Regions from separate parts of the Capsicum annuum genome. Here region 1 is linked to region 2. Evidence: chromatin contacts called from public Hi-C data. All regions are on one chromosome and are shown on one strand. Each heading gives the region's core, a stretch centred on a gene start, on an enhancer-like site or on the middle of the called end of the contact. The rest is flanking DNA. Distances are from core to core; before and after follow the strand shown.

Region 1 (2,903 bases), core at 235-2,734, 51 kb after region 2:
TCTGACCTGACATCCTATGTGGCTGGGACCACATAGGAGCATGTATTGTAGCCTCCAACCGCGCGTAAGCCATCAAAAATAGGGCCCCAACTGTCTTAATAAGCCCTTTTCATACTCCTTCCTCATTTGCTTTCAACACCATTGTTGGAGTAATTTGAGCTTTTTTTCTCCCTTCTTCTCTATTTTCTCTCTCTAAGTTCTTGTTTTTTTAATTTTTTTCCTACTCTGTCCGTAATATTTCGTAATAATTAAAAATAAATAAATTAAAAAGACCCCCACCCCCGTAGCATTGCAACCCCAACCCCGTAAATCTTTCTTCTTCGTTGGCTATAACCCCTCCACCCCACCCCTCACCCTACCCCCAATCACCCAAAACCTTTCTTCTTCGCACCAGTACAACCCCCCACCCCCACCCCCACCCCCTCAGTCAAAAAAAAAATAACCAGTAGCTTATTTATTATTTTTGTGAAATTGACAAAAAAGATTAATGCTTGTTAATTGTTTTTGTGAAATTTGATTCCTTCTTAAAATCAATTTGTTTTGAAATGTAAAGTTAGCCTCTTTTGATTCGAAGATTATATGGAGGTTGTATTTATATTTGATTTTCTTTCTTCCTTTTATTTAGATTGTTAATTTTTTTCTGTGAGAAGAAAAATTGAATCTTAATCCATTTTTCGCTGCCAATTATGGATTGTTAATTATAGGAATGACAGGAATAAATTGATGGTGTGTGTTTGTTCAAGAAGAAAAAGCATCAAGGAAGAAGCTGCAAATTTTACTTTTTTTTTTTTAATTCTAAATTTAAAATTTTTACTTTGGTAATATTTAATTTCTTATGTAGTATTTTAAAAATAATGTGACATTTAATATAGCATTTAAAATAACGTAAAAATTGACGTGACAACAATTATGTTAACACATCGAAATAGGATTTAAAGTATTATTTTTTAATAGATTCACGGGTTCAGATGATAAATATATAAGTAAGAGTATCACCTTACAAATCAGACAAGTACAAAGGTCCACCTAGCTATTTTGCCTTTATTAAATAATAGTAACAAATTATACAAGTTTTTTCTCAAGAAATACTAGAAAATCTATGGTCCTGTTTTTGGATTGGGAATGAAGAATCTAGAAAATAATTGGCTGCATGCTGGACCCACATCAGTGAGAATAAAATAGCAAAATTTAAAAATAACATACTTATTTCCTTAATTATAAGTTTCATAGCAATAATTTCATAATTACATAATATAACAATTTATATTTTATATCTTTATAAACTGTTGTTAAAAAAATATAAATACATATAATTTTTATTGCCTCAATAATTGGTATGTATTTTATATTTTTGTAAATTATTGCTATAAAAATACAAATACATATGTTAAAAAATATAATTTGATAAAAATATTCCTACTTTTTATAATTTAATATTTAAATATGGTGCTTATATGTATTTTTTCCTAAAATCTACACACTGCAAGATCCACAATCACATACTACATTGTAAGGTCAAAGTTTTAAATTAAGAATTGTCTGGAACGAACGCGAAGGCAATAGAACATCAATAATAATAAGTAAACAGCTTTAATTTTGAAAAAGATTGATCCAACAGCTGGAGTCTCGCTATCGGAACATTCTGGAAATAGAACTTTTTCCTTTATAAACTTCTTACTTCTCTTCTCCAATCACAGGAAGAAATTGCTTCATTTGCTTAATTGCTTTGCGAACTTCACATTTTAATTTCTTCTTCTTTGTTTCTGTAGTTTTTTGGATTGGTTAAAAAGATGGCGGGAAAAGGTGAAGGACCAGCAATTGGAATTGATTTGGGTACTACATATTCATGTGTGGGTGTATGGCAACATGATCGTGTAGAGATTATAGCTAATGATCAAGGGAATAGGACTACACCTTCTTATGTTGCTTTTACTGATACTGAACGTTTGATTGGTGATGCTGCTAAAAATCAAGTGGCTATGAATCCTATTAACACTGTCTTTGGTATGTAACTATTTCTCTTTTGCTTGTTACGCATTGCTTTATATTTTTTTAAAACATTGAGTTTAAGGTAGTAATTAATAGGATTGAATTATTCAGAAAAAATTTCAAACTTTCTGTATTATTTTTCTGCTCTGTTTTTTTTTTTTCTTTCTTTTTTTGGTGATATAGTTAGTAAAAACAAGTTAGAGCAACAAGTTGAGCTTATGGTTTCAGTATTCTTCCCCTTTTATGTTAATGTGCTTTAGATTAATAATTACTATATTATATTAAATAAATTTCTTACGACAGATAATAGAGTTTGGACTTAGGTTGTCAGAATCCGCACCTTGTTCTCTAGCTCTGCCACGGACTAGAAAGAGATTAGTAATAGAATTGAGTCATTGACGTACGTTTGCAGAAGGTGGAAACTTTTTCTTTCTTCTAAATAATTCAGCAGTTAATAATTGATTCTTTGGTTTACTGTATTACCTTTCACATGGAACGAACAATTTCTTTATGCCCAGCTTGAGTTTTTTTTTTTTTTTTTTTTTTAAAGATTTAACATGATGAATTTTTTATAGAATAAAGGCTACGGGTCAAGTTTTACATTTAAAAAATATTAAGTTTTTTCTTGAGAGTTTAGAATTTGAAATAATGATTTCATATCCCATGTCCAAACGCAAGATTATAGATTATGTGCCGAATGTTAATAACTTTGAATAGAGTGGCATGACTTAGATTGAAATTATGCAGACTCCTACTAATTTTTTATTTGAAGTTGCTGAGAACTGGAATGAGCTCCCAATTTGTCTTTGGAAGATCAGTTATAGAGTATTTGAAGTAACATAAGCTTAAAATTAATTTGGAAAGTTATAGTGAGTCATAGAGTCTTAATAATTTGAGATTGAAGTATACGATTT
Region 2 (2,771 bases), core at 146-2,645:
AGCAAATAATTTCATTTTTAATATGTTCAGGGGGTGATAGGACTCCTGTGAAGTTCGAGTGTGTAGTTGAAATTTCGGATAAAGATTGAAGGTGTTTTAGACTATTTTCTCTAATTAAACAACAAATTGTTTGTGTATTAAAATAAAAATATCTTTTAAGATGTGTGAAATGAACTCCCTTCTAAATAATTATAAAAAGAAAGGGGCAAATTAATGTATTCGGTGTTGTGTACTTCAACCAAGTTAGTTTTAATTCTTTTGGTGATTAATTTTATTTTTATATGTAATATGTTGAATCTAAATGGATAGATTTTTATTTGTAGACATCCTAATATGACCATCCATTTTTTGGAGTGTACTCTACACAATTGCTATGCCATTAAAGATGAGGGTCATTAAGTTCCTGTAGTTCGTCTCCAGTTGTTTAGTAAAATTTTGGTATAATTTTTTATTTCATAATCTACAACAACAATAATAAATCCAGTATATTTCCACAAAGTGAGGTCTGGGAAGGGTAAAATGTACACAGTCCATACCGCTACCTCCAAAAAATTAGAGAGGTTGTTTCCGATAGACTCCCGGCTCCAGGTAGTGAATAGTAAACAAAGCGTAGTGAAGCAAGATGGATGACATAACATAAAAAGGAATAAGACATACTAAAATAAAAATAAAATAAAGTATAAATCCGAGTAATACTAAATCAGATAAATACGCGCAATAAATAATAGATAAGCGATAGGGCATCCAGAAAACGATACCTCCCTAGTAGTAACAAACATTCACAGACCAGGAACACCTGGGCCCTCCTGACTAGTGGTTTCTACCTACTTGCTACAACTCACGCACTCATCCTAATCTTCTACCCTTATCCGCAACCTCCACGCCTTCCTATCTAGGATCATGTCCTCGGTAAGCTGCAGCTGCTCCATATCATGTCTAATTTTATTTCATAATCTAAATCTTCTATATTAATGTATACTATGTGTACTCTGAAGAGTTACAAACATTTTTGGAGTATTAATCTGCCATTGGGTCTTATTGACTAATTCTCAGTGAATTTATCTAAAAATAACTGGGGTTGAGAGTGAGGGGAGGAAGAGAGAGACGAGAAGGCCTAAAGTTGAGATATTTATCATCACATTTGTTTGGGCAGTGGTAGTAGTTTGCCTCAAATTTGATGTTTAGACGTTTTGAGCTAATATTTTCTGCATTGGTTGTTCCTCACTTAAATGAAATGAACAAGGGGAAGAGTTCATGATGGTAGCCCTATTTGAAGCAATTTTTCTCCAACTGTGACACACTTGTCAAAAGTTAAAAGTAGTATGTCTGCAGGAACTGGCTTTAACTATTTGATCGGGCCACATCCAATTGATAGTCTAATCCCAACCTCTTTGAAAGAAGTTCAAATATATTTCACAGATGGAATAAATTTTGTTCTTTCACTGTATAGGAAATCCAACTCTTTCCTCAAAGATCTCACTTCATATTGGAGATTTCAAAATAGGAGATAGTTTCACATCCATTAAATTCACTTGAAGTTCGAGGTTTTGAGAAAAGAAAAAATACGAAATCATGCGAGATTCTGCTTGCGTTAATCATACAATAGATACGCTTATACAAATTGAGCATCATGTTCTTAGATTTTTTTTTGTCCTGTTATATTTTTTTTAACTGATATTCTTCTTCACCAAATGACTATATGAATACCCCTAACTTAAAATTATATAGCAGGCAAAATGATCTTCTAGACCATTGTACTATGTCAGTTTTATAAGTCAGACACTTCTACTTACATATTTGTCATATGACCCTTGAACCATCAAAAAACAATATTTTCCACCCTTTGACCGTTGACCTTACCTATGTAGCAAGGTCATGGTGATTAGGACAAAGAAAGTGTAGCCATTCACCTCGGGTGCGAGTGGGGGTCAATTTTAGGCCAATTTTACATTAAAATAATTAAAAAATAAAAAAATATTAAAATTTAAAAAAAAATTAAAAAAGGTTCCTTTTTTTCCTCCATCTTTTTAAATTTAAAAATATTTTTAAAAATTTAAAAATAATTTAAAAATATTTTTTAAAATTTTAAAAATAATTTAAAAATATTTTTAAAAATTTAAAAAAAATAAAAAGGGTCCCTTTTTTCCCTCCATCTTTTTAAATTTAAAAATATATTTAAAAATTTAAAAATAATTTTAAAATATTTTTAAAAATTTTAAAAAAATAAAAATATATTTTTCCCTCCCCACCCCACCCCAACACCCGTCCAGCCCTTCCCCACCCCCACCCCAGCCCTTCCCCACTCCCACCCCAGCCCGTCCCCACCCCTCACACCCTACCCAGCCCCATCCCACCCCACCCCAGTCTCTCCACCCCACCCAACCCCGTCCCCACCCCCTCACACCCCACCAGCCCCGTCCAGCCCCCATACCCCTCCCAACTCCATACCCACCCTACCCCAGCCCCCACACCCCACCCCACCACTCTTCCAGCCCCTCGCCCCACACACACGTTCACTTTTTATTTTCTATTTTAATTTTCCCTCTCAATTCAATTCTTTTCATTTTTTTAATTAAAATTTAAATTTGAAATCTTTTTATTTTTTTGGGGATTAAAATTTAAATTTAAATTGAAAGTGAGTGATAGTGAATATTGAAAAAATTAGTGAATTTCGCTTGAAAAAATTAAAATTTTTGTGAATTTGTTAAAAATATTCAAATTTAAAAATAAAAAATTTATTATGTTTGTATATATGAATTTGTAGTTAAAAA

What was found. A called contact is a pair of places that touch in the nucleus more often than the background predicts.
Region 1: a contact with region 2 is called in a Hi-C map of leaf, with 3 times the contacts expected there. The contact joins the promoter of LOC107847347 here to the enhancer-like site in region 2. A contact is called at or near these places in 3 of 5 Hi-C or Micro-C datasets (bud, leaf and placenta).

What each region holds. Positions count from the first base shown.
Region 1 is chr11:201,470,214-201,473,116 of UCD10Xv1.1, forward strand. It overlaps LOC107847347 (heat shock cognate 70 kDa protein), which reads left to right and starts at 1,485. Exons shown (of 2, transcript XM_016691536.2): 1 at 1,485-2,004. The coding sequence starts at 1,791.
Region 2 is chr11:201,419,291-201,422,061 of UCD10Xv1.1, forward strand. No RefSeq gene overlaps it. Among protein-coding and RNA genes, the nearest start is that of LOC124888950, 37 kb to the left of the region's middle. Within about 2 kb of position 1,396, at least 4 of the 5 cell types and tissues checked have an H3K27ac peak or open chromatin away from gene starts, as enhancers often do. A contact at or near this core is called in bud and leaf, where this site is marked.